Regions from separate parts of the Mus musculus genome. Here regions 1, 2, 3, 5, 6 and 7 are each linked to region 4. A link is a contact called in public Micro-C, promoter capture Hi-C and targeted proximity ligation data. All regions are on one chromosome and are shown on one strand. The core of a region is the stretch at or near the end of the contact, and the rest is flanking DNA. Distances in the headings are between cores, read along the strand shown. Region 1 holds the start of Tmem138 (transmembrane protein 138). Region 2 holds the start of A430093F15Rik (RIKEN cDNA A430093F15 gene). Region 3 holds the start of Asrgl1 (asparaginase like 1). Region 4 holds the start of Incenp (inner centromere protein). Region 5 holds the start of Cpsf7 (cleavage and polyadenylation specific factor 7). Region 6 holds the start of Tmem216 (transmembrane protein 216). Region 7 holds the start of Vps37c (vacuolar protein sorting 37C).

Region 1 (3,634 bases), core at 765-3,264, 680 kb before region 4:
CTTAAGAGTGAGTTCTCTACAATGTTCTCTCTGAACACTGTCTACTTCATTTCTGGATCGTGCCCCACCTTCACCTTGTAATAAACTCTACATATTTTCTATCTTGAAGCTTAAAACTGGGAGTGGTGGTACACGCCTATAATCCCAGCATTCCAGAGGTAAAAAGCTGAAGAATCAGAAGTTCAAGGCCAACCTCTGCTACATGTTTGTAGTTGAGCATAAGCCCAGGCTAAATAAGACCCTAGCCAAAAAATAAAAAATAAAAATAAAGGCAGGGGTGTGGGGGTGGAAGGCTTGGCCATTAAGAAGTTAAGAGAGTACATACTGGTCTTGCAGCACACCACAGCTGAGTTCCCAGCACCTACATCAGCTCACAGCTCCAAGGGACCAAATACCTACTTCTGGCCTTCACAGGAACCTGCATACACATAACATTCACATACAGACACATTTGATGAAAAGGAAAGGCAAAACATTCCAAACCAACCCGCATCACTCCAGTTACAAGTCCTGGACTAGCACTTTGCCACAGGCTTAGAACAGATGGGACACTTTTCTGACAGAAGGCCGGAAAGTTAGTTACATTGCTGTCTACAGTTCACAAATAAGCCCTCTCTTTTCCTAAAATAGCAAAAGCAAGGAAAAGAACGCAGGCAAAGGCTGAGACTACGCTCTCACTTGCACTGAGAGAGCAGTTTGTACTAAGACACCAGACATGCTCACCACTGCCGGGTCTCCTGTCCTTGCTTGGCTGAGCCCCATGCTCAAGGAGGGAGTCCACAGACTCTTTAGGCTGTTTGGGCTTGAAGCCTCTGTCACAACTATATTCATTCTTGGCTGGTGTAATATAAGAGTAGCCAGGAAGGGTATCTCAACAAATGAGCATGGCTGTGCCTCGTTAACACCACAGACACTGATGTCTAAGTTTTACATGATTTTCACATTTCACACAATATGATCCCTCTGCCCCAATAGTTTAAATATGTAAAAGCCACTCAGGGTTAGATGTATGGGGTGTAGTTTATCTACCTTGATTTAAGAAGTGTACCGAACCTCTATTTAATGTTTTCCTCAATTCACTGGCTAAAGGATTCTCATAGGCTGAGCTAAAACAGAATCAGTCCCTGGGTTAAGAAGTGAACCTTCCATTACTCTCAGGAAAAGGCTGTACTCCAAACACAGTTACTTTTAGAAGTTAGAGCTACAAACAAAAAGACCAAAGGGCAGAGTTAGTTGTTTCCTCCTCAAAGACGGAGGGACACTAAGAATTCTGGGGACCAGATTTAGAGTGCAAATCCTATAAACCTGCATCTTACAATTCAAAAGTACTGCAGCGCCGGGATCCAAAGAAGAGTAACTCGGTCAGGCAAATGGCAAGCCTGGTACAGGCACCCAGTTCCTGTGTTCAGTTCCCAGAACTCATTTCCAAAGGCAGCCCCTCCAAACGGCAGGACTCAGGAGTGAGTGACAAATAATATTCCACTCAGGAGTGTGAATAAAGTCCACCTTAGCACAAGTGCTCACAGACCGGTCCTTCGTCCTTCGGACAGTCAGATTTACTCCAGGTGCAAGGGGGGTATGACGGTGACTCCTTTAGTCAGGTTGGTTCTAGCAAGTCTTAGATGAGACGCCTTTTGAAAAGCGTGAGAGCCTCTACGAACACCACCTGCGGTATGGAAGGGGCACGGAAAAGTGTCCAATTCTTACGAGGAAAAATAGGCTGAACGCCGAGGTAAGACAGAGCGAAGCAAGGAAGCGGCGGAACCACCACTGGAACCCATAACCCGGCTCTCCCAGCCCGGGTTCTATCCCACCCTTAGCCACACAGTGGGACACCTTGGGGGCAGGTCTCTGGGACCCGCCGGTCAGCGAGAGCTGCCACTCCCTAGGCTCCTCTTGAACCTCGGAGAACTGACTTTCCAGCAAGTCTGCAGACCACGGCATCCGCTACAGAGGGCGCTAAGTGAGATTTTTATAGGCTCGGCCACTTCCGGGGGTGAGCTGGGGCGTCTGGGAAATGGGGTTTGCAAGCTAAGGGGCGCGTTCCTGAGCGGTCCGATTCCTAGGAGCGCTGCGTCCTATCAGCCTTGTCTCTAACCACAGACCCCGTCCAGAGACAGGTGAAATGCTGGGGTTAACAACCTCACGCTAGGGTCGGCCCTCAGCGAGGCAAGATAGAAGAACCGGTCACAGGGAGAGCCTGAGAAAGCAAAGACCCTAACATGGCGGGCAATTAGCAATCTACTTCCGGAATTTAAAGCCAGCTTCCGGAAGCCGAGCGAGTGTTCCCATGACAACCGACGTCGGTTCCTTGAGGTGCGTGTAGATGCTGGGGATCATAGAGTGGCTGGAAGTCAGAATTTTGTGTTGCTATTGCTTTTGCTATGAGTCTTTTGCCGAGGCCTTTCGGTCTGTGAGCGGATTGGGACTGGTGAGGAAAACCGTGTTAAACTGGAGGGTGCTCGACCGCGTAGCCAGAGCGAGGGGCGTTTCTGCCTAACGGATGCCCTTGGTAGAGCCTTACCAAGTGGTGCGTTTGACTCTACTCATTTGCGAGCTGGAGGAAATGACTCTATTTATGCGTCCTTGCCTATAGCCAGGGGATAATTCTTTCCTACCTTGCAGATTGTTATGAGGATTAAAGTAAATTCTCTTGGTTAACAAGATTATCATGGCGCTGGTACCTAGAGAGATATTGTGTGAAAACTCAAGCCCAGAGAAGTTACATTCATATATTTAAAGAGAGAGAGAGAGAGAGAGAGAGAGAGAGAGAGAGAAAGAAAAGAAAAGAAAACCACGGGGCTTTTCCACCGCGGAAGGTGGACGGGTTCCGGACCCCTCAGAACCTTTGCAAAATGAGGGTTATATGCACTAAAATGGCTGCTTTTCAAGTCCAGGGATCAAGTAAAGTTATAAATATGCTCCCCTCACTTGCTGCCTCAGTGTTTCTGTCATAACCTTTATAAAGTTCCTCTAGGAGAGTACTTTGTCTTCTCAACTCCTTCTGTATGTGACACTGTCCATTTCTATGAGGACATATTTCTCACCTACTTAGATAGCACTCTATAAATTATGAAATAGGCTGGTTGTATAGTGCCTCTTAGAATACCACTCTGCCACCTACCAGCTGTGGAATCTTGGTCTAATTAGTTACCTTTGCTGAGCCTCAGTTTTCTCATCTAGGAATTGAGGGAAATAAGAATTGATTTTCTACCTTATGAGGTTATTATAAGATTTTAATAACATCTGTGATTGAAACAGTTCCTAGAGTGTTGCATGAAATATATAAGGGTTTTATTTACTACCATTACTACTATTATGTGACCAGGCTGTCACTGCTCTGTAGTAACCCTAAATATTCTTGGTTAGAGTTGTGTATTTGTCAGGTGTGGGTAAATTCCTGTAGAACAGGCTCTCAGGGTTTACCCTGAGGATCAGGGCAGGAGGATCAAGAAGTTAAGATGAGCTTGGGCTACATAGCAAGATCTGGTTCCAAAAAAAAAAAAAAAAGCGCCATGCATTAAGAAGGATCCAGACATGGAGAAAAATTTGCTGTTAATGAGTCTCTAGAATGAATGACAAGTTATGGTGCAGTGGGGTGGAGTTGGGATGGGTTTGGGTTTGTCTTGTTTGG
Region 2 (3,819 bases), core at 1,145-3,644, 840 kb before region 4:
TGCACCATGTGTGTTTCAGAGATCAGGTTCAGGGTGTCAGGCTTGGTGGTGAGGCTGTTTACCTGCTAAGCCCCCCTCGATGGCCCTGTGTGTGAGCTTTCTAAAGAGTGTCATGGCTCTCGGCATCTGGTCTTTTTAAGAAAACTTTCATAGATTGTTCAGGTCCTCATTAGTTTTCTAAATGACACCCTGACCCGTGAGGTCACAGACTGAGGACTCTCAGTGACTATCTAAGAAAACCCTTTATATCACAGGGAAACTGGGTTCTAGGGGAGAGCCTTCACCTCAAACACGCAGCGATAATGATTGAGCCAGGCAGGACTCACATCCCAAGTTCCAGCTCTGTACCCTTCTTGCCTGTCCCAGACTAGCTACTACCTTGCAGGACCCAGAAGCCTTTGTGTCGACTCTTCCCTCAACCTAGAAAACCCATCCCACCAGTAAATGGGAAACCGCTCATCCTTCCAGTGTCCTTCCTCCCTCCTTGACTTCCTCACAAGTAGCAATGGCTACCGGTTTCTCTACAGTCCCCTCAGGCTGGCCCTTCCCACATCCTGTCCTCATGTCCCTTGAGAGATTTGCCTTATGCTCTCAAGGAAAACAGGCCTGGGCTGGGTGATCAACAAGGCAGGCAGCTTCAGGAGCAACTCTGCTCTAAGGGCTGGGATTGTCCACTGCTCTAAGAGGAAGGACCCTCCCACCCTCAGCTCTCTACCATATAGAGGACCCAGTACATGCATTCCTACAGGTGCCTTTGTCCACCTCACCACTCAGGTTCTGTGTGTCTGCCTGCTTTATAGAACAAGAGTTCCTTTTGGGCAAATGGATGCAGCCATCTGAAATAAGAGACAGGTGGTATGTAAGAAAGGGGACATCTACCTGCCGGGAGACCTGGAGGCACAAACCTCACTGTTCGTGAGCTGTGCACCTTTGGGGATCCACCTAACCTCAGTGATCCTCAAGTGGTTCATCGGAAAAATGGGCTTGGTTAACAGCCTTAAGCAGCCTTGTTTTCTCACGTTTACCTGTGGTCAAACAGGCTCAGTGTCGCTCAAAAGAGCAACAGAAGAGAAAGCAGGAGTCAGAACTGTGGGCTGGCTAGAGAGGCAGCCGTGGTGGGGAAGGCTGGTCACTTTAGAGAGCCTCCACTTTAGAGAGCTTCCTTGCAGGAAAGCATGGGCTGAGCCTGGGAGACTGACCTCACACGGGGAGCACTCTACCTCACAAGCCCTGCATGTCATTACCAGGGCAGCTTCCAGATGCCCCGAGCTGCAGGGAGATGGATCTCGGAATGGGGCAGTAGCTTTCCTAATATCCCCCCTCAGAAATTAAGCCAGCTTCTAGACTCCAAGTTGTTTCTACCCAACTATGCCAGTTGTCACTGAAAACTAACAACCATGGATTCTAGAACCTTCCCTCTGAGCCAGTGTTTGTGCTAATACTCCACGGGGCATATCATAAGGTAGCCTTCTTAAATACATTACACAAGGGGAATTTAGGTAATTTACTTCATTAAGTGACTCAGTTTCACCACATATATGAGAGGCTGGTGCTGTTCCAAGGGAGGCAGGCAATCGGGAGCCTGCTGAGATCTCACCTGGCCCTTCTGGTGCACAGGGTAAGTGCCCTGGAAACCTCCGACCTCTGCTTCCCCCAAGAGTTCAAGCTGATGTCCTCCCACCAAGAGCCAAATCCTTTAGGTCCCAAAACAGAGGAAGTCCCTCCTCTGAAGGCACCTGGGCACACCCTTCCCTCTACAATCTGAAGGAGGGCTGCCCTGGGGTCATCCAACTCCCCTATGCTACACAGGAACCAACTGAGGACCCCAGCTCCACGGGACTCACTCAAGGTCACAGAGCAATGGCCACACTCAAAGAGCAGGTATTGGAGGGTCAGTACCTCTCCCTCCCTCCCTCGGACAGTCCCTTCAACAGACAAGAGGTCTTCCCTTGCTCTTCCACTCCCAGGCAAGGAGCAACAGTAGGTCAGGGGTGCACTCCCTAAGCTGGGTAGGGAAGATGGACAGCCAGCCTGAGCTGGTCGTGCTCAAGGCTGCCAGTACAGAAGATCCCAGTGACTGAGTCACTCAGTCACTCATCAAATAAACACTTGGAAGGTATCCATCCTATAGATTTCACTTAGTCATCCAACCAATGTTGATCTGCTTCAGGCCCTCACATTCCTCAGCTCCCATCCCCCTCCCCCCTTCACCCTCACCCCACCTCCTTGTGGCTCCTTTGCCACCTTCTCCCCACCCCCATCCAAAAGAACCAGTGTTGGAATCACTGAGGAGTGACCCAAACCAGAAAGTCCAGTAAGGCAACTCTCCAGAGGTTACCTGGTGTCGCCAAGGCAATAGGGCAGAGCCTGTCCCTCGGAGGCTGTTGAGGTTCTGAAACTGGCCTAGGGGGCTCATCCCCCCTCCCCCACCTTTGCCTCCACCAAGCGGCGGCATGGAAAACCCAGCCAGCTCAGCTGACTTCCTCTTGTGTCATGGAAAGTGCGGGTGATAGGACAGGAAACTGTCGCCTGGGGTCTGGGGTCCCCAGCTGGCACAGGACCTGAGGTCTAGGGGATGCAAGGTAGAAAACTTTGTGGGGTAGTTACTAGGGAGTCGGTGGCAGGGGAAGAGCTACGGACCTGGAGTGCAGGGACCCCACCACTAGGGTTCCCTCCGGTACACAGCCAGTAACTGAGGTAATACATTCAGACTTCTATGAAGGTTGGAACACATAGTGAAGCCACCTAGTAGATCACACTCAGGCCTGTGAAGGGGAAATAAATCTAAAGCTCCGGGTTTGGATTGCCTTTGATAAAGAAGTGAGTCTGGAGGTCTGTGGAAGGAGATGTCGGTTTCCTTGTGTGTGCATGTGTGTGTGTGTGTGTGTGTATGTGTGTGTGTGTGTGTGTGTGTGTGTGTGTGTGTGTGAGTGTGTGCATGTGTGTGTGTGTGTGTGTGTGTGAGTGTGTGCATGTGTGTGTGTGTGTGTGTGTGTGTGTGTGTGTGTGTGCGCGTGTGTGCACATGCGTGTGCATGCATGCATATGCGAGGGCGTGGGCTGGCTGGTCAATGGACAGTGAAGCTCTCTATAAACTGTGAGGAAATAGGCTCCGATGGGCACTTAAGAAACAAAGGGATGCTAGGGATACAGATCAGTTGAGAGTGTTTGCCTTGTAAGCATGAGACACTGGGTTCCAGCAAAGGAAAAAATAACAGACACACCAGGTAGGGACTGTCCCCAGCACCCAACCCATCACCACCACCAGACAAGAGTTTCTCTGTGTAACATCCCTGGCTGTCCTGGAACTCACTTTGTAGACCAGGCTGGCCTCAAACTCACAGAGATCACCTTGCCTCTGTCTCCTGAGTGCTGGGATTAAAAGGTGTGTATCACCATGCCAGCTGCATTTCTAGTTCTTGCATATCATTGATAATGTTGAATGAATGAATGAATGAATGAATGAATGAATGAATGAATGAATGAACGAATCTAGATCCAGAGACCATACAACATGGAGATCTCACACCCAACATGAATATCTATCTCATACCTAACATGGAGATCATACCCAAAATGGGCATCTCACACCAACAGGGAGATCTCTCTCTCTCTCTCTCTCTCTCTCTCTCTCTCTCTCTCTCTCTCTCTCTCTCTCTCTCTCTCTCTCTCTTTCTCTCTCTCTCTCTCTCTCACACACACACACACACACACACACACACACAGTGCTGCAAGTTCAACTCAGATGAAGACACTCTCCTCCCCATACTTGCTGGTAAAATATTACTCTTGGATTCTTAGGCACAGCAGCTCCCGCTTG
Region 3 (4,186 bases), core at 1,425-3,924, 760 kb after region 4:
AATTTGATTTAATCATTCCCTCTCAGCATCAGAGAAACTCAGCCACAGAGCAATTAAAAGATTTAATGCCTATTGTTTAAAACAACACTTCTCTGGGTAATCAAGGTCAAAACACCTTTAGTGGCTAAAACAAAAAATTCAGGAGAGATCAAAAGCAAGTGTTTTGGCAAACTACTATAAATGATCAGAGACCTAAGCTGAAAATACAAATAAATGGCATTGAAATTGAAGGCTTAGTAGACATGGGAGCAGATGTATCAATAATTTCACCAAAATCTTGACATCCAGATTGGCCTTTTCAGGGGGTAAATGTTAGAACTTTATCTCAGGTGAAACAAAGATGGATGGAGTGTATAGGGCCAGAAGGATAAATAGATAAATTAAAGTCATGTGTGGCTACTATAGCCAAGAATTTATAAAAGTGTGATTTACTGAAGCAATGGAAAACACAGATTAACATTCCTCCAAACTCAGAAATAAACCATAAAATAAAGAATGCTTCTGAGAAGAGTATTGTAAAATATTATCAAGAACAGTCACAGTCTGTCCAGGTTGTCAATAAGCAGGACAGGAATATAAGAATTACAATGATTCAAATTTTTAAAGCGGCTTGGGAAAGACAGGCTGAAATTCAAAATGAAAGTCTTCTATGGTCTAAAAATAAATACATGTAAACTTTGAATATATATAGAGGGAGTAGGAGAAATAGGTGTATTTATCCATTAAGGTATATTTAGTTTCAAGTTTTCAAAAGAATTTCTTATTTCAATTGAAATGTATTTTTTTCTATTACCAGAAAGCATTTTACCCTAGAAAAGATATAACCTGCAAAAAAAAAAAAAAAAAAAAAAAAAAGGAAGGGAGAAAGTCCAGGCCTGTCCTCTCTCCTGCTCAGTCATTGGCTGGTCAACTCTTATTGACAAATCAGAGACTAAATGGGGAGCAATGCTTATGCAACACTGAAGCAGAAGATACTTAGAATAAGCATTACAATGCCCTGTCTGGATTGCAACTAGATATGGGGACAGAGAAATCAGCTTTTGAATAATAGAAGGATAATCTTTACACGGTATACAATAAAAATTATGCCTACAAGGTTCAACTACATAGTAAGTTTGAGGCCAGAGTGTAATGTATGAGACCATCTCAATTTCTTTTTAACTAGAGCAAATTCAAACTCCTCTCTATAGCAGAGCCACTCTTAGAGCCTCACATTCTGATGTAAAGTCTCTCGAAGAAAGAGAAAGGGGTGAAGATATCACTAGTGGGAAAGCATAGAATACTGTGGAAGGAGGTGGACAGGCAACCAAGACTGGGTAATACCAGACCTGATGCTCTGGTTTCCAGAATCAAAGGCTGGTCCCTTCTCCAACATCTCTTTTGCATATGATCTTTCTTCAAGCAGAAATCTCTAATTATGTAGCAAATAAACACAATAAATGAAACCCACCCCAATGAGGACAAGACAAATCTACTCAAACCTTGCTAATGCAAAGGAACCAACCAGCCACTGGTTTTGGTAGAGACTCAGAAGCAGGCAAACGGGTAGGAAAGGGCTCTATGGGGAAACAGGCTGTGTCCTGTTTGGATGCTCTTGGCCTAGGGAAGCTAGGGATAGACTAACTAGAAAAGATGGCCCTTTGTGATGGTTAGGGGAATCAGATACAACTTTTCTCTAGTTGGTGGTAAGATGGAAACAAGAAAAAATATTAGGAAAATTGGCACTTACCCACCGGGTCCTGACCATTTGAAGCCATCTTTATTGAGGTTTATTGAGGTCTACAGAAGTAATGGTTGGGAAGTCTTACACAAGGTCAGCCCTTTTCATTAACATATGAGCCTGGGTTGCCCCACCTTAAAGAGAGAAGGACTTGCAAAATGAAAGTCTATCTTTGACACCAACTCATCTAGCCAATAAACAGTACAAAGCGATTGATAACGAAAATAAAATATTGCTTCAGTAAATTTAAAATTAGAAAACAAAGGTTGTGAGAAAAAAACAAACTCATAATTCAAGTAAAATTGCTTTACATAATAAAGCAGGGCATTCTTCCTAGGTGTCACTGCTACAGAAACCTGTAGATGTCACTGGCATCTGTTCTCCCTCTTTGACTATCAGAACAAAACTAGACTCTAGGATCCCTTTGGTGAATACGAAGTGTTTGGTCTTCTACCCCTGCCGCCACAACTGCTGGAAGCAAGGAAAGAAGAAATGTCAACAAAAAGAGGGCACTGAGAGATGAAAGGATTTAGAGCTGGCATCCCTAGACTTAGAGGAGGAGAGGAGCTGGGATTTCTGGGCTCTCAGAGTGTCTAATGAACAGAATCTGTCAAATTAGAGGCAGAGGTATACTTTATTTTCTTCTCTTCCGAAAGATTAAGATGGGGAACTTAAAGGGAAAAGGTTTTAATGTAGCATTCTAACTAGCAAGACTTAAGAGCATGCGATAATTTCAAGGCAAAGGAGACAAAGGGTCCCGCGTGCTACTAGGGAAGTAGAAAAGCAATGTTATTCTAGATCTGGAGTCCCGGAAGGCTGGTGCGCAGCGCTAGGGACCCCGGGGCTTTACGGTAACTCAGCAGCGCCCCGGGCCCCCACCCTCGTGCGCAAGCGCGGAACCGTTGCCTGCAGAGCGGTTGCAGGCGGAGCGGTTTGCTGCCTGGTGGCTTGGCCAGTTTGACATCATGGCGTGCGCCCGCGGCACCGTGGCGCCGCCAGTCCGAGGTATGGGAAAAGAAACAAGAACAAAAATGTAGGATTTACCAGAGACGAGGAGCTCAGGTCCGAAGGACGTGGGGAAGTCCAGTCCTCAGGGTACCCCGGACCCTAGGTGGAGTGAACTGGAACAGAGAGCACGGACCCCGGGAAACTGAGGCACAGAGAGATTCCTGGGAGGAGGGCTGGAGCTCTGATACATGCGACCTCAGTACTGGCGCCGAAATAGAGGCTGGTGTTCTCTGGGGAAACTGAGGCTGAGGGGTAGCGCTGTGGCACAAGCGCAGGCTCGGAGTCTTGACACCAGGCTTTCTGAGCCACAGATGCCCCTGCCAGGTCGGAGTGGGAGAGCATGGGGAGGAATGCTGGGAGGCTTGGGTCGCTTTGGGGTTTTGTAACAAAACTCTCACTGAGCGGGGGGGGGGGGGGGGGGGGGACGGACGACACTGAACGGAAACAACTTTGACGCTGCTGCTCACTTGAGTTGGTTCCCTTGGACCGGTACAAAATGACACTCGCCTCTTCCTGATGCCTAGCCTCCATCGATGTGAGTCTCGTGGTGGTAGTCCATGGTGGCGGAGCAAGCAACATCTCAGCCAACCGGAAAGAGCTGGTGCGCGAGGGCATCGCCAGAGCGGCAACCGAGGGCTACAAAATCCTCAAGGCGGGAGGGAGCGCGGTAGATGCTGTGGAAGGAGCCGTGACTGTCCTGGAAAACGACCCAGAGTTCAACGCAGGTAAATTATGCTTGCCAGGTGAATAATGCCAAATCGGAGCAAGTTCCTGTCCACACCGACGCGGTATCCTTCAGTCTGACTGGCTTTGTGGTCAAATAATACTCTAGAGCAAGATGCAGTGCTGAATTTCCTCATTTTGCACTAAGCAACTTGTTTTGAGAATTTTTTTTAAGTCTGTTAATTCGCCTTTTATATAGCCTGCCCCCTAAGAATTCAATACTAAAAGCCAGGCATCTTGTTGGAGAGCCCTCCATAGCCTGAAACCATCTTCAAGCCTCAGCCTTCCAAGTGCTGGCTTTACAGGTGTAGACTTTTGGTATTTGTGGGTCTTGAGGTAGACTCTACATACCATAAAATGTAGCCATTTCGGCTTTGAGACCTGTGTGTACATTCCCTCCCTCTACCCCTCTGCATCTGTGTGTTTTCTCTGCCTCCCCCAAATTAAGCTCAAAAATCTTGAAACAGATGCTGGGAGAATCTTTTATTATAATATCCGGTCCCTGCTAAACAGTAAAGTCACTAATCATCTTCTGACTAGAAAATTGACTCTGGATAGGTCTCTAGGTGGAGACTGATCATTTTACAGACCAAGCCCTAAGTGGGAATTTGAGATTTACAGCCCCTCTCATCTTCTAGAAAAGAAAAAGGGGCCCCCACAATGAAGCAATCCAAAAACTATCCCTGAATTTTGGGGATGGGAAAAACCTCCAAATTGGTGAGTATGGTCGTATGC
Region 4 (3,957 bases), core at 636-3,135:
TGACCTCCACTCCATGATAAGATCCTCTGAAAATCCCCCAACCCTTGAAACCTTCCTAGTCTTGCAGCTATATAAATCCCACCTTCTCTTGTATTTGATGCTGTTCTTTCAAACCCTACTTTAGGGAGACAGTCCTGTATGATAGAAAATAAAGCTTGCTTAATTCAATTACAGAATTTGGGTAATGGTCTTTACTCTCTTTTGGTGGTGTCTTAGTTAGGGTTTTATTGCTGTGAACAGACACCATGAGCAAGGCAAGTCTTATAAAAAGCAACATTTAATTGGGGCTGGCTTACAGGTTCAGTGGTTCAGTCCATTATCATCAAGGTGAGAGCACAGCAGCATCCAGGCAGGCATGGCACAGGCAGAGCTGAGCCTTCTATGTCTTCATCCAAAGGCTGCTAGTGGAAGATTGACTTCCAGGCACCAAGGGTGAGAGTGTTAAGTCCACACCCACAGTGACACACCTACTCCAACTAGGTCACACCTCCAAATGGCGCCACTCCCTAGACCAAGAATATACAAACCATTACAGGTGGGATCAACAAAACCCTACAATGGTGTCTGCCTGCAAGGTATGTTGGGGCAATAGTGGCACAAACCTGTGGCAGTAACCAACCAATATCTGATTTGACCTAAGGCCCACTCCACAAGATCGAATCCTGCTTGGGTGAACAACAATCTGAGACAAGATAGCTCAGGGACCTAGGGTTAAACTAAATACTACTGTTCTACTAAAGGAACATAGCAATAAAATGACTCCTAGTGATTGACATTCTGCTACACTCAGATCATTGCCTTGCTCAGCCATCATCAGAGAAGCTTCCTCCTGAAGCAGATAGGAACAAATACAGAGACTCACAGCCAGACAGAGTTTGCACAGCTCTGCATCAGGTTCTTGCATATATGTTATGGCTTCCAGTGCTTTTATGGAATTCCCGAGTGTTCGAACAAGTGGGTCTCTGGTCTTTGTGCCTTCTCTTGGGGCTTTTTTTCTTTGTTTCATCCAATTCAGATATGATAGGTTTTGTATTATCTTATGTTTTACATCTTAGTTTATTATTATCCCTTAGAAGTCTGTTTTGAAAGGGAGTGGATACAGATGGAAGGGGAGGTTAGAACTGGGAGGAGCAGAGGGAGGGGAACTGTATCAGGATATAGTATGTGAGTAAAGAAATCTATTTTCAATAAAAGGAAAAACAATTTAAAAATAAATAAAACCCCTCTGTTTAATCTGTCCAGGGACATTTGTAGTTTCGCCCACCTCTTGGCTACTGAGAATGATTCTATAAAGAAGGTGGAGGTGTTTTATTTTACAGGTGGTGGTGACACACCTTCAACTCAAGACTTTACCTTTATATGTGGCCAGAAAAATTCTCCGTTGTATGTGGCGTCCAATCTGGAGGGTACTTAGCAAACACTTCCGGGTGACAATCGGAGGTCTAAGGAAACATTCTGTAACTATATGCCTGACTGCTCTTGGAGGGAAGGCTCTGTGAGATTTGCAATGTGTTTCTTTTTACTACTGCAAAGTAGCAGAGCTGTCATTCCGAACGCAGAAGCATTCCGGACTTGAAACGAACCAAGCGGCTGGCTCGAAGATAAATAGGCATCCTCCCCAACCAAGCCTGCCTTCGCAGTGCACGCAGGGACTTGTAATTCGTCGCAACCACTTCCTCGCCGGGTAGATTGCCGCAGCTTCCGGAAGTTGGGGCGTGTTAAAAGCGTCAACGTTCTTCTCCCCGCCTCCTAGTCCCACAGATTGACAGCACTAACAGCCAGCAGATAAGCGGACTCGTGCGTCCTGTTACGTGATTGGTTTGGAGTTTTGTAACCGCCCAGACAAACTTAAGGGGAATTGGTTGAGCCACAATTTTGAAAATCGTAGATTCGCCCGCGCTCTTCGCCCGGTAGGTCCTCGCCTGCGGCGAGCTCGCGGTACTGGGAGTCCAGCCGGTCCGGCGTGGCGGGAAGCTTAATCTGCGGAAGCCGCGGACTGGAAAAGGAGTGGTCCGGGAAGACGCGGCGCCGCCGGGTGAGTGAGAACGGGCGTCGGGAGTCGCAGGGTCGCGGTGTTCGGCCACTGGTCCCGGCCTCTTCGCTTCCCAGGATGGGCCAGGGGAGTCACTTTCGCCTATGGGTTGCTTATGGGTGTGGGGATCACTTCCAATGGTTCTAGGCTTGGAGATGAACTTCGAGGCCCTGCACTTGAGTCCTGGGATCCGAGAATGGTCAGTCCTCTTCCCCGCACGCCGGGCCTAACACCTGTGCAGAGCCTGGGCTGCTCTGTAAACCCGGACTTGAGTCTTTTTATGGCAACGGCTGCTCAGCTTCGTCCCAGCTGAGCAGCATTTAAAAACTGACCCAGCTCCGGAGACCGCCCTGCTACTTATTTTGTCATCCCCGCAAGCGTAGGCTCTTGTCAGCGGCGCAGTTCCCTCCAGCTTCCTGCTGCCAAGCGTTGGGATTGTGTCATTCTGAGCTTGAAACTATTGTCCTGGAGGCCTGTGGCTAGTGGTTAAAAAACATTTTAAATCCAGGCTCCGCCCTCCGATTTTCTTGGTGACTTTGACCTAGATTTGTATGTGCATGGGTATCTTGGAGTATGTGGCAAAAAGGAATTGAGAGGTTTCTTGGCATGGAGTAGGACTCTTGAGTGGAAGAGCAGTTTTAGCGATCGATCTTCCTGCTTGGAGGGGTGTGTGTGGGGAGAAATGCTTAGTTCATTTCCTGCACCCCCAGAGGAGATGGCAATTGCTAATCTGCTGAATGGCACAGAAATAGTATTTGTGGAGAGGAAGTGACCTTCCTTCTCCCATGGTAGGGTTTGTTTATTTCGTGGACTGAAGGTGAAGTTACCCAGGAGTCTGATTCTTGTTACACCTCCTCCTTTCCTCAGAGTCACCTTTTCTAACTTTTCAGCGAGGGCTTGCTAGAAAGCACATTTCCCCATGGAAGAAGAAGTGTGGTATTGGACTTGGTGAAAGAAGCGCTCACTCCGATTGTAGCATGAGCAGACATTTTGTAAAATTTCCCATTTGTTACTTTCTTATAGCTCCTCTGCAAGTCTTTGGAGTCCTTGTGCAGTTTTCTCTTCTCTTTGCTGGCCTTGAACTGATGAGGCCTTGGACTTGGCTAGGGCTGTTTTCTGGTGCAGGGGGATAGGGAGACTCAGTGGAGAGGCCATGCTGATGAGTAGCTGGCTGCACAGTTAATGCTTTTTCCTAAAGGCTCAGTGCCCCTATCCATTCGGTTTTGCCCCAGTTAGTGCTGCCTTTGGCCGTTAGGTCAGGGTGTGTTTTGGCCTGTTCTAACATGTGCCTACTGAGTTGCTCACTGAGTGTCCCAGTGTGTGATGGTGAGACAACCTTTAGGATTAGTTGATGGATGAATGAATTCATTCCACAAGTGCCAGACTCTTTTGTTGCTGAGGAAGGCACAAGGCTTACCCTCAGAGAGCAGGTTAGTGGGTAGAGGCCAGCAGTAGGCAAACATAAACAATCACTCATTTGCTGTGCACATAGCTGGAATCTGTGTGTGAGATCTTGGCTTGGATTGGAGGTCTGATCCTCCTTAAGGAGCTGAAAGCTAAGTGAAGAAGCTGTACAAAACAGGAGACAGAGTTCCTAGAGGCCAGAACTTGTTTGAAGGGCAAAAGGGTAGTGTGCCTCATACATCAGGCTGAAGAACTTCAAGGAAGAACCTAGAGGCCACAGTATATGATGGCATTATGTTCCAAGAGGATCAGTAATATAGCCCTTTCTTCCCTGACCTTTTTCTGTAGCTGAGAGGCTGAAGTGTGTATGCATGCTTCTTGCTTTTGAAAGTGTAAGTCATGGTGGGAACTTCCTGTCCTTATATAAGGTGGGATCCGATATATTAGTGCTCATAGCTGCCACCCACTCTTGATCTTTCATGTGTTTACCACTTGGGGTACTGCTTATCGGGGGCCCTGAT
Region 5 (4,064 bases), core at 191-2,690, 630 kb before region 4:
ATTCAAACTAGGATGACTGAGTCCTTGACTTGCCTTTAAACTAGTTTATTCAATGGTTTTTACCTTTCTTCCTTCCATCCATACGAATGGATGCCCAGAGACTTCTCAAAAAGGACAGTCAAGCTATTTAAAAAGACTGAAACACTTGGAGTGGCACTGGAATTCCACCTTTAAAGCAGTTGGTATACTGTGGCTTTTAAAGTAATTTCATGGTACACCATTGGGAGGGGACCAAGCAGGGGGAGGGACCAACATGCTCGAGCCACAAGTTGAGAGAACAGCAAAGTAACAAGCATCGAAATTATCTCCGCAGTACTACAACAAATGTAATTTTCATTTTTAATTATGGTTAGTCATTCAACTTTGAAATGACTTGGGGAAAGAATTCCACAGGCTGATTCACCATACTATTACACTTGGGTTTTTATTTGCTCTTAAAGCAAGCCCTTTAAAATTGAAGCCTGGAGGTTCAAATTAACCTAAAGAGGAATGGTCAGTCGTCTTCAAAGCCACCGCTAGGGGGAAACGCTTCGATATTACAGGGAATTATTTTGAGCTGAGAGAGAAACCACTGCCAGTAGATTGATGGAAGAAACCCCAAAACTGCTGCTAATTCCTCTCACCTGATTGAACTCTTCATCAGCGTATATATCAATCAAATCCACTCCTTCTGACATGGCTCCGGAAATACGCTCTCGAGCCCGGAGAACCGACAAAGTAAGAAAGATGCCACTACGGTATTCAGAAAAGGGTAAAAAATTTTAAGGCACAAGGGTCCCAGGCTGGGAGGAGGGCAAGGGTCAACAAGCTCTAGTCTCCCAAGACGCAGCATCCCGGCGGCCGGGAGCCTGGCCCCACCCGCTCTGCCCCGCCCCCAGCCTCGCGCCGCCCCCAGCTCTCCCAGGCCGCTCGGGCTCGCGGAGCTCGCTGCCCATCACCCGCGGGCCCGACCCGAGGTGCTCCGAGTCGGCGCCCGTAGTTGCCTATGGCGCCACCGCCAAGTCCGGGCCTCGACTCCTGAGAGGGCCCTCAGGCCGCGCTGTGAACCACCGCGGCGAACGCCGCAAGCTCAGCCCGTCGCACCTGCTAGGCCCAGGGGGCGTCCCAAGCCGGAGCCCCCGCGGGCCCGGAAGCTCCCGCCGCCTCCACACCAACGGGGCCCTGTCCTCGCCCTAGGCTAGGCCTGCCCTGCTCCCTCCCACAGCTCCAGGACCTCAGCCCCTCCCTCAGAGGCCCGCGCTTCCCTCCACCCGCTGTCTTCCGCCGCCGCCACCCCAACCGACCCCCTCCCTTCCGCGGCGCCGGCCCCCGCCCTCCTTCCGGCCCCGCCGGCCCCGGGCCGCGCGCCCCCGTTACCGGGAATATGGCGGCGGCCGCGGAGAGTCCCGACTAGGCCCGAAGCGCGCGAACCGCTCTCCGCCCCAGGTCCCGCCCCCCCCCCACCGGCGGCGTCACACGCACCGCTACTTCCGCCATACGCTCGGTTGCGCCTTCCGGCTTGGGGTCCACCTCCGCTGAAGTCCTCAGATCGACCGCCCGGAATTCCCGGAAGTGGCCCGGTTGCCAGCTTACTGTGCTATAAGAGAGAGATGGCGGTGGTCACCTTGATCCCGACGCTGGCGCGGGTGAGAGAGCCGGGTTCGGGGCGGGCTGCAGCTAAGACTGTTTCGTCCTCCTCTGTGCCGTGGAGACTGTAGGGAGAGTTCACCTACCCCACAGACCAGGGAATGGTCCCCTCAAGGCGAGGCGCAGGCTGGAGCCGATCATGCAGGGAATTTTCCATTCTTTCCTGAGCCCACGGTGTGCTCGAGTGAGAATACTGGGTAATATGTGGTTAGGTGGCCAGTCACCGTGTGAGACTCAACGCATACCAGGAACAGTTACCGAACCTCCCCCGAAAGCCTCCTAGCTTTTCTTGAGCTTCTTCCCCCGTCTCCCTTTTAAAAGCCGGTTTTAATTTGTTACTCAGGCTGGCCTCAAATTCGTAATTCTCCTGTCTCATCTTGGTTTTAAATGTTTGAGAATTTTCCGTTTTTATTCCAGTAGTGTTGAAAGCTAGTTGGTATGGTTTATCTTAAACTTATCAAGACATGTTTTTTGACAACTTGTGATCTCCTGGGCATAATTATCTGTACATTTGAGAGGAATGTATGATCTCTTGTGTGGAATGCCTGTATATCTCAGTTAAATATTCTTAAATTAGTATTGTTCTGGTTGTCTAGTATTGATTCCGACATCTATATATTCTATTCCTTATTAAAATGTGGCATTAAAATCTGTTGTGTTCCCCCACCAGTTCTGTCAAGTGTCTCTTCCATATATTTGAGTGCTCTATTAGATCCACATATATTTATGATTATTATACTTTACTGCTAACTCCTTAATACTATGTAATATTCTTTATATCACATATGACAATTTTGTTGTTTGTGCTAAGCACCAAACCCAGAGCCTTGCCTGCTAGGCAATCGCATTTTCTTTTCTTATTCTTTTTTTTAGACTAAAAAAGTATGTACATGTGTTTATCTGCCTTTGTGAGTTTATGCATACTATGTGTGTAGGTGCCCATGAAGGCCAGAGGAGGGTGTTTTAAGTGTGTCGGTGTTTCTGCAATGCTGTAGTTTTGTTAACACTCTTTTAAGTTGTTCAGTGTTCCCTCCTCCTTCCTTGCTACCCTGTTTTTTAGGTACTAAAACTCCTCAGCTTCATAGTAGTTCTGATCTAGCCTCTCAAGTGCGTGGATTACAGTCATGAGGCACCATGACCAGCTGGTTGCTCTGCTCTCTTATTCTCAGTGGCTACTGGACTTCTTAGAGTATGCTGGTTAGTGTTGCAAGTTGTTCAAAACAGAAACCAACCAGTCCCTTCGGCAATGCCAACCCCCATGTTCTAGAACATTAACCATACATTCAACTCTTCCTCGAGCCTCGGGGAAGAGGCTTGTAAACAATACTAGATTTTATCTTGCTTTATCTTCTATGGCCTTCTGCACCAAAACTAAGCAGCTCTCTTGGTCTCTATGGTCCCTCAGCATCTGGAATGGGCTGTGTCCTGTTGTTGCTCTGAGACAAGAGAGACAAAAGCCAGCTCCACAGGCAGCCTCTGAGAAGCAGGAGTTTCAGGTGGATGCCCCCACCCGCACCCCCAACCCCTGCTCTGTATCTCCAGGGAAAAGCTGGGGGTTGTGGGTTATCTTTTCATTCTGCAGTAAGGCAGGATGGGGACCATGGCAAGTGAATGCTGCTGGTACAAACCATCACTTTTGCTTGCCACAGCTACAGAAAGGTGTCCTTACCTGTAGCACTTAGACTCAGCCAAAGCAGAAGCTGTTTGGATGATGTTCCAGCAGTCTTACCTTTCCCTCTTGGATAGAAGCCTGTTGCTGGGACATTCTCCCCATCATCTTGTGTGTTGAGGATTTGGGGAAAGACAGGGCTGTGGCATGTGCAGTCCACAGCCTTTCCTATTGGCTTCAGTGCAGCTGGTTTTGCAGTCATCTGGGGAGCAGGAGCTTGTTTTCCAAACTAATCACAGAGGGAATGGATCTGTGAATTGTTGAGTCAGTATCTCCGTATGCTTGTGCTTTCTAAAGCACTTATTGTTGCTAAAGTTACAGATACTTATACTCTCTGTACTCGAACTTGACACAAGCTGGAGTTATCACAGAGAAAGGAGCCTCCCTTGAGGAAATGCCTCCTTGAGATCCAGCTGTAAGACATATTCTCAATTAGTGATCGAAAGTGGGAGAGCCCATTGTGGGTGGTGCCATCCCTGGGCTAGTAGTCTTGGGTTCTATAAGAAAGCAAGCTAAGCAAGCCAGGGTAAGGAAGTCAGTAAAGAACATCCCTCCATGGCCTCCCTGGCTGTCCTGGAACTCACTCTGTAGACCAGGCTGGCCTCGAACTCAGAAATCCACCTGCCTCTGCCTCACAAGCGCTGGGATTAAAGGTGTGCGCCACCACGCCCAGCGGTCATGATGTTTTTTTGACTAGACCTGCTGACCAACAAGCCTCTGGGATCCACCTGTGCTGGGGTTACTTATGCATGATGTCATTCCCAGCCAT
Region 6 (3,748 bases), core at 1,150-3,649, 660 kb before region 4:
TACGTAGGCAAAACAATGTACATAATAAATTAATAAATTGGGTGTTGGAGAAATGGCTCAGTGGGTAAGAGCACTGACTGCTCTTCGAAGGTCCTGAGTTCAAATCCCAGCAACATGGTGGCTCACAACCATCTGTAATGAGATCTGGCGCCCTCTTCTGGAGTGTCTGAAGACAGCTACAGTGTACTTACATATAATAAATAAATAAATCTTTAAAAAAATAAATCTTAAAAAAAAATAAAAAGAAAGAAAGAAAGAAAGAAAGAAAGAAAGAAAGAAAGAGAGAAAGAAAGAAGCCATGAATTTGAAAGAGCAAAGAGAGGGGTATATTGGATGGCTTGGAGGAGGAAAAGGAAGAAATGATGTCATTATATTATAATCTCAAAAAAAATGGGAAAAAATAAGTGGATCTTCTCACTTCAAATGATTTAATGAAGAAAAAAAAAATCCGAGGCCTTTTGAGTTTTAGTCAATTACAGATGTGATCGAGTTGAAAACCAAGAATAGCCATCATAATGTGTTAATTTAGCAAGATCAATGGAGTGGAATAAATTTGCCTTGGGTCCTAAAAGCCCTTGTACTTCTAGTCAATGGTGCATGGCCCTGAGAGGCCTTGATATTGAGTACTTAGGCAATTAAGTAGGTCAAATTACCACAGTGAAATTTTCTTCCTCTGTAGAGGTAGAGGGCTCAGTTTTGTTTTTCTTTTTCTTTTTTTTTTTTTTTAAGATTTATTTATTTATGTATGTGAGTACACTGTAGCTGTCTTCAGACACACCAGAAGAGGCCATCAGATCCTATCACAGATAGTTGTGAGCCACCATGTGGTTTCTGGGAATTGAACTCAGGACCTCAGGAAGAGCAGTCAGTGCTCTTAACCACTGAGCCGTCTCTCCAGCCTGGGGCTGAGTTTTATTTGTGGCTTACTAAAGAAAAGTGTGTAAGAGCACGGCTATAGATAAAGCCCAGTGGGGAGTGTTTGCTTAGCAGCCCCAAGCTTTGGGTTAGACCCCAGAGGGCAGGAGACCCAGCTGCATATTCTAAGGTTCCTGCAGGTTACTGACTTAGTCTGTGTCCACTTTTGGTACCTATGCTGTTGTGGCATCCTGACATGAAACAGCATCATTTTCTTAACCAACCAGGTGATATTAAGGCTATAGATTATATCATCTCTGTTGACAATGGGTAAACTTTTCACTGTAGCATGAGAACTATATGTGTATACAATATCAAAATGTTTAGGCAGAGTGATTTAAGACCCATAATTTACAAAAACAAGCAACTGGTCCACCCTCCTTTCCTCTGAGACTCAGAGCAGGGGTGTGTATGAAGGTAGTTCAGATGGGGTGCAGGGACCAGGGCTTTCTCCATCACCTCACCTTGCCGTGGTCCTTTAGTGGGAACTTAGAATTCCATTTAAGACCTGCCAGAACATTGTGACACCCACTTGAAACCCCTGTACTGGACGGGAAGCAGAGGCAGGAGAATTTGAGGCCTGCCTAGCCTACATAGGAGACCTGTCTAGCCAAACTAAACCAGACCTGAATAAGGCAGTGGAAGGCACAAGCAGAAGTGAAGGAGGAAGGAGAGCAGAGGTGGAGGTGGGGAGTGATGGAGGGAGGCTTCTACTTAAATTATTCTCCCGGAGTGAGGACCTGCTTTGAGAAGCAACAATTACTGCCTTTATCCACACTCCTACTAGGTAGGGAAATAGCACTTTCATTACAGGTTACTTACTCTCTCCCGTTATTTGTTGACTGACTGCCATACTCTAAGGGCTGACAGCTGGAGTCTTTTCAGAAATCTTACTCTTTCACCCCCTGCCTGCAACAACACGCTCTTGCTTCAAATTGCGGCCAGGGTTCGTTCATAGCGCAAGCTTGTTGGAAACATTTCTCAATTTCCAACTGGCCAGACGCTGTCTCCTTTCAACACCCTTGCACTCTTTGGGTCGCAGGAGAATCTCATTATAGCACCGCTGTTTTCCCTTGTACTCCTAGAAAGGACATTCTATCTTCAACGGTTTTGGTGTTTACATAGGCTCCAGGTAAGCCTTTTGCACGACAGTGGCATGGGGTGTTTTTAAAAAAAACACATGCAGTAGAAAAGAGAATGGTGGGCGCAGGGCCGATCCTCCAACTACTCGGCCACACCGGGCCACTAACGACCTACGCCATGACGCCGGGGATGGAGAGAGTTCAGCTGGAGAAGTGTTCTGGTCTCTCTGCCGTCGTTTAAAACCCCATCCTCCCCCTAGACCACTGTAGGTGGTTGACGGCTGGCGCTGTTCTGTGCATGGGCGCGGCCGGTGGGGTAACCATAGAGTAGCACCGGCAGGCAGAGCGGCCAGAAGACCGGGCGGCTCGGTGCCGCGCTTCCGGCAGCGCCGCATTGCTCCGGGCGCTGCAGTGTACGCAGTTTCCATGGGGACTGAACATGGCGCCGCGAGGTGAGACTCTGGAGGTGTGTGTCTCTGCCCCTTATCCCACGGGTACCTGCCAGCCCCCTCCACCTCTCTGTCTCCAGAGCTCGACCTAATCCTCCATTTCTAAAAGTCGGGGTCTTACTCTTCACTTGTCTAAATCGGGCTTGGGTTGTTCTGATCACCCCGAGTGCCTGCATGGGTACTCGAATACCGTACTCTTAAAAATCCCCGGCTGGCCCTATTCTGGGATGGCTCAGTTATGAATCCTCCCGCCTTGGACAGAATTAGTTTCTGTGCCTCAATTTCCCCCTCAGAAGTGACAGGGTTGAATATTTGAGGTGCCTCTCAGCTGTGATTATAGCTGAATTGTCAGAGAAGTAGATGTCAAAGTGATTCCTGAGAAAGGAGATTGAAGGCAGTTCCTGCCACACCAACACTCACGTCATTAGCAATCAGAAGTTTCTCCCTCATTCACAATAATCTTGTGATTTCTCCGGATTACAAAGAACCTTCACACAGAACAGAGTAGAGCTCTAGCTGCCCTGCCCATTCTTTGTTTTGCTTTCTTTCAGATAAAAGATTGTCCTCAACCCCCCTGGAAGTCCTGTTCTTTCTGAATGGGTGGTACTATGCTACCTATTTCCTGCTGGAGCTCCTTATTTTCCTGTACAAAGGTAAGCCTGGGCCTATCTGCCTCTGCCCCAGCAACCCTTTTCCACTTTAGCATACTCCAAGAACCTTCTATCTTCTGGTCCTAGCGGCATCTCCATTGCAAGGCAGAAGTCTCTCCAACTAATGGCTTTAGAATGATCAAATAGGATGTCTTTCAGCAAGACTTGAGTTTGAGAAATGTGGGTTTCTCCATCCCAACTCTTTCCCCATCTCTCTTTACTAAAATATTCAGATCTGTGTACCATTATAATTCAGTCATTTGGCAGAGTCAGGACTTGGAAACTTAAAGCCTGTAGCTGTAACAATCTATACCTTGCTGATTTGTGAGATGTTAAGACTGGTTGGTATCCTTGTCCCGGGTTTGTGGCCGTCCATCCTTGTGGGGCCGTGGGGCTGACCGTTAGCTAGGTGGTGTGTGCATACTCTGGCTTTCCCTCCTGTAGGGCTCCTGTTGCCGTACCCAACAGCCAACTTAGTCCTGGATGTGGTGATGCTGCTGCTCTATCTTGGCATTGAAGTCATACGATTGTTTTTCGGTGAGTGTTGTTCAGAAAATATTTCCATTGCTTATGAGACATGCTGGAGCCTGTAACTTGATTAACAAGACAAAGAACCTAGGCTCACTATCAGAGTGGATCTGGTAATGTATAT
Region 7 (3,774 bases), core at 197-2,696, 790 kb before region 4:
GTCACCAGTCACTCAGAGGTGTTCTCTATATCCAGTAACCAGTGTAAAACACCCCCAAAACAGTACCCAGCAAGGACAGCCACACAAGCAATCAGAACTACTGCTTGGCAAAACAGCAACAGAAAACAGCCCCACTGAAGCACTCCATCATGTTTTCTACTTAATGGAAATTACAAAGGCACTGGGCCAGATTTCCAAGACAATCTTACGAAAAAGGCTTTTTTTTTTTTCTGGGCACTATGACTGCCAAGAACAAAGACTCATTTCAGAGTCCACCATTTCACCCAGCAGCCCTCAGTTCCACAATCCCCAGATCAGGGCCCTCCCTGGGCCCCAAGCAAAGAAGAGTCTTTCCCTTCTAAGTCCCTCTATCACCACCATTTCTAGCTGCAGGACTGACAGTCACTGAATGTGGAGTGGCACGCTATTGGTAGAGACACCTGGAAAATATGCAGGGAGCGATGAAGGAGCCCTGGTATCCGTGAAGTTTCTTGGCTCAAGGTGGCTAGCCCAAATCTGATTGACAAGGTATAGGCTGGACTCAAGAAATGTGACCCTGATGATAGTCCACTCTACCAGTAACTCAAACACATCTCTGGGAATGTCTTGGCCCACCAAAAAAAAGTGAAAGAACACCCCTAAACGGCTGTGAGGGGAGAAACAAAGCAGAACCAGGCACATGCTGGGACCATACACCTGGAAGGCCCAGAAGTAAGGATGGCTCAGCCATGCTGGACAGTTCAAGTCGGGGTCCAGAAGAAAGGGGAAGAACCCTTACCTATTGCTAACCTGGGGAATGATACAGGCCAGCAAGACAAAGGCCAGAGTCCCTCTAACTCCACTATATCGCAGGGGCAAGTCAGAATACACACAGGCCTCAGTTTCCCAATCCGTACAAGGGGCAAAGAGGCTCTTAATGACACAAAGGCCACAAGGTACTCCTACAGAGGGTGAAGGGTTGCGTGGCGTTAGCGGATAGGTGGGAGGGGGCGGGGCTGAGGCGACCGGCGAGGACAGCCTCCCACCGTCCATCCCTCCCACCCCACTGCAGGGGCGCAGGCCCGCGGGGAGTCACGCGCCCATCGCGCCCAATCGCCGGCTTCGGCCAGGAAACCCATCTCTGAGTTCGCCGGCAACGCCCCCGGCACGGTAGGCCGCTGCCCGCCGCCGCCCGAGACCTTCCCCAGCGGCGCTCACCTACCGGGGCCGCCGCTACCGCGGGCAATCAGCCGCTGCCCGCACTTCCGGGATCCACGAGCCCCGCCTCTACCGGATGTGACTTACTCCCGCGTCCAGCTGAGAACGAGCCGCACTGCCCCTCCGCCGCGCCCCGAGTGTCCTGCCTTGTAGGCCTAGGGGTGGCCACGATACCTGCACTCAGACGCTGGTGGCTTCAGGCGCCACACCCGCGGAAGGCCACTCGGCCCCGCCCGCGCGGGGGAAGGCACCACCCCTAGCCCCGCCCCCGCCGTAGGACTCCGCCCATTGCGAGTACGCCTGCGCAGACTTGCAGGCGTCCCTTCGTTTGCTCTGAATATCCTGAGACAAGCGTGGAACTTCCAAAGGGAGGCTCCAGATGGGCTCTTATTGCACCACGGTATCCCCGGCCTGCTGCGCACACTCCTTTTTATAGTTTGGCCTCAGGACTAGAATGGCTGCGGTCCTGAGTCCCCTTCAGACACTGCTAACAGCTCTGAGCTTTCCTAAAAAATCACCCTTTGTCAGGACCGTAGATTGCTCTTACTCGTCTGTAGATGAGTGTGTAAGCGTCAGACTTGATCCATCCTCACTCGCCCAGAGTGACAAGCCTCAGGAAGGGATGGAAACAAACCAGCCCTGAGAGGTGAACGCCATTCCACTTTGGCTGCAGTGGTTAGATTAGCTTCCAGCCTAAGAAAACCCTGCCACCCTTTGTTATACATTAGAACTTTTGTTGCTAGTGGCAGAGACCAGCACAAATTGGCCTCTTCAAAATGGTAATTGCTGGGTCATACAACGAGAAGTCCAAAGGCCCTAAGTGATACCAGGCTCAGTGTCAGAGGCCTCCACCTTCACTTGACTCTGACTTCTGTCCACCCAAAATGGATCTCACCTCAAAGAGAAGGAGAGAGCCAAGAAAGAGTGACCATGACATGGGACACAGGTTCAGGTTGCCTTAAATAACATGTTCCAATGTAAAAGTGCTTTTGTGAAGTCTGTACAGTAACAGAATAAGGCTACCCCAAGGCATTTTACAAATACATTGCTGGGACCATCAGGCCAGTGGGTAATGAGAAATTAGGGAAAATCTCTGTTTGGGTCTGAGGTGCTATTTGATTACATTTTAGCTTTGGGGTCTGCTGAGTTAGTGCATCCCAAAAGGTTTACCCGATAATCACATTGATATGAGGTAAGGCACAGAAGTGAGCAACATTTATTAAGGAGAATAACAATAATTATCAGTTAATTGGACCCTGTAACATCCCAGCTTTCCACAATCAAGAAGTTCTAATCAGTCAACAGAGTTGCAATTTTATTTATTTATTTATTTATTTATTTTTGAGGGGGGACTTCCATCTTGTAAGTTTCTCTTTTGGGTCATCGAATTTCATCAAGATCTCCCACTTTTTCTATTTCATATTCTAGATCTAAAATGATCATCATTGTCCCCATTGGTCAGAACTCCCTCCCCTTTACTACCTCATGGGGTCCCTGGGTACTCAGGTCTCAAGTCCCCTGTGCTGTCCTAGAACTCTCAAAGTAGTCAAGAGTAAGCTCTCACCTCTACCTGGCAAGTGCACAGTGTTATGCTGTGCTGGAGACACAACCCAGGCCCTGCACACACACACTCTCCCCTACCTCTAGCACAGCTACTACAAAAGGAATCAGGACAGACGACAGCTGTGCCTGCAGGTGACTTGCTTGAGGTGCTACCTTTGGGGGCCACCCAACATGATAGGGGTTCAATGCTGTTTGTTTTGCAAATACTTCATTTTGTAAGAACTCAAAGTCAGAGTGAGGACTGTTGACAGCCGCTTCCAGAAAGCCTGCTTGACACCATTTCTCCATGGTTGGGAGAGCCGGCCAGGCCAGTGAACCTGAATGTTTTTGTCCTTTCTCTTATGCTGTGTGAGTTGGGTTTTTTGGGTTTTTTGTTTGTTTGTTTTTAATTTTGAGCTGACAAGCAGACTCCATTTTGTGCATCATTATATGCAGGTGCTGGGAACTTCTAAAGCTAGAGCCCAAACAACCAAAACCCGAGAAATTGACAGAAGTCTGCTGCAGACCAAACACGGGGTCTGTCAGTGCCAAGCACTGGTGGTAGACCTTTTGAATAGCCAGACTTGGAGCATAACAGGAGGGAGGGAGAGCAGTGGCAGGAAAAGGTCTCGTGTGAGAGGGGGCACTAGGAAAGATGCCTTGACTTGGCTTCATAGAATCCCCAAAGCAGCCCCAGCACTAGTTGGAGCCACAGGCTGGGCCAGAAGGCCACATAGCTATTCTTTCAAATCTTCAGCTGGCCACTCCCAGCTACTAGACTAGACCTCAGACCTGGAAGACACTTTGTCAGGACCCAACCTGGGACTCTCCAGTTCCAAGTCCTAGTTCATGCTGTACCACTAAACCACACTGTCTTTGGCCAAGTCCCTTCTGTTTCCTAGCACTCAGTTCCCCGTGTGTAATGCCAAGGAGAGACCCAGAACTCATCCTCCTTCAAGATACTCCATGATGGGGCTAGAGAGATGGCTCAGAAGTTAAGCATTTGTATTTCTCTCAAAGGGAACCCAAGCTTAG

What was found. Promoter capture Hi-C pulls out the DNA fragments that hold promoters and counts their contacts. A called contact is a pair of places that touch in the nucleus more often than the background predicts.
Region 1: a promoter capture Hi-C map of neural stem cells shows a contact between it and region 4. A contact is called at or near these places in 2 of 39 promoter capture datasets (neural stem cells and second pharyngeal arch cranial neural crest), 2 of 130 datasets of targeted methods (T-cell acute lymphoblastic leukemia and pancreatic cancer cells) and 1 of 9 other capture datasets (macrophages).
Region 2: a promoter capture Hi-C map of liver shows a contact between it and region 4, with 2.5 times the contacts expected there. A contact is called at or near these places in 1 of 39 promoter capture datasets (liver) and 1 of 130 datasets of targeted methods (pancreatic cancer cells).
Region 3: a targeted proximity ligation map of pro-B cells shows a contact between it and region 4, with 9 times the contacts expected there. A contact is called at or near these places in 14 of 39 promoter capture datasets (the 3T3-L1 cell line, the C10 cell line, the HPC-7 cell line and 9 more), 3 of 484 Hi-C or Micro-C datasets (embryonic stem cells, myocytes and nephron progenitors), 11 of 130 datasets of targeted methods (the 230-238 cell line, the SCID.adh cell line, T-cell acute lymphoblastic leukemia and 7 more) and 3 of 9 other capture datasets (embryonic stem cells, liver and pancreatic islet).
Region 5: a Micro-C map of embryonic stem cells shows a contact between it and region 4, with 6 times the contacts expected there. A contact is called at or near these places in 6 of 39 promoter capture datasets (the 3T3-L1 cell line, embryonic stem cells, erythroid cells and 2 more), 4 of 484 Hi-C or Micro-C datasets (CD4 T cells, the G1E-ER4 cell line, embryonic stem cells and 1 more), 4 of 130 datasets of targeted methods (astrocytes, extraembryonic endoderm stem cells, memory CD8 T cells and 1 more) and 1 of 9 other capture datasets (adipose tissue).
Region 6: a contact with region 4 is called in a promoter capture Hi-C map of liver, with 3 times the contacts expected there. A contact is called at or near these places in 9 of 39 promoter capture datasets (the 3T3-L1 cell line, the HPC-7 cell line, cranial neural crest and 4 more), 2 of 484 Hi-C or Micro-C datasets (cranial neural crest and embryonic stem cells) and 1 of 130 datasets of targeted methods (pancreatic cancer cells).
Region 7: a contact with region 4 is called in a promoter capture Hi-C map of pre-B cells. A contact is called at or near these places in 6 of 39 promoter capture datasets (the 3T3-L1 cell line, the HPC-7 cell line, liver and 2 more) and 1 of 130 datasets of targeted methods (pancreatic cancer cells).

The regions. Positions count from the first base shown.
Region 1 is chr19:10,575,766-10,579,399 of GRCm38.p6, reverse strand. Tmem138 (transmembrane protein 138) reads left to right here and starts at 2,014. Exons shown (of 5, transcript NM_028411.4): 1 at 2,014-2,316. Cyb561a3 (cytochrome b561 family, member A3) reads right to left here and starts at 2,243. Exons shown (of 8, transcript NM_201351.2): 1 at 1,317-2,243; 2 at 326-418.
Region 2 is chr19:10,739,522-10,743,340 of GRCm38.p6, reverse strand. A430093F15Rik (RIKEN cDNA A430093F15 gene) reads right to left here and starts at 2,394. Exons shown (of 4, transcript NR_027805.1): 1 at 2,339-2,394.
Region 3 is chr19:9,134,054-9,138,239 of GRCm38.p6, reverse strand. It overlaps Asrgl1 (asparaginase like 1), which reads left to right and starts at 2,674. Exons shown (of 7, transcript NM_025610.3): 1 at 2,674-2,725; 2 at 3,253-3,453. The coding sequence starts at 2,686.
Region 4 is chr19:9,897,417-9,901,373 of GRCm38.p6, reverse strand. Incenp (inner centromere protein) reads left to right here and starts at 1,885. Exons shown (of 19, transcript NM_001369356.1): 1 at 1,885-2,035. It overlaps Gm50340 (predicted gene, 50340), which reads right to left and starts at 1,696. Exons shown (of 3, transcript NR_168101.1): 1 at 1,354-1,696; 2 at 297-506.
Region 5 is chr19:10,522,620-10,526,683 of GRCm38.p6, reverse strand. It overlaps Cpsf7 (cleavage and polyadenylation specific factor 7), which reads right to left and starts at 1,440. Exons shown (of 10, transcript NM_172302.3): 1 at 1,357-1,440; 2 at 624-732. The coding sequence starts at 677. Sdhaf2 (succinate dehydrogenase complex assembly factor 2) reads left to right here and starts at 1,475. Exons shown (of 4, transcript NM_025333.4): 1 at 1,475-1,625. The coding sequence starts at 1,590.
Region 6 is chr19:10,554,414-10,558,161 of GRCm38.p6, reverse strand. It overlaps Tmem216 (transmembrane protein 216), which reads left to right and starts at 2,399. Exons shown (of 5, transcript NM_001277860.1): 1 at 2,399-2,449; 2 at 2,998-3,099; 3 at 3,541-3,633. The coding sequence starts at 2,437.
Region 7 is chr19:10,686,407-10,690,180 of GRCm38.p6, reverse strand. It overlaps Vps37c (vacuolar protein sorting 37C), which reads right to left and starts at 1,446. Exons shown (of 5, transcript NM_181403.3): 1 at 1,202-1,446.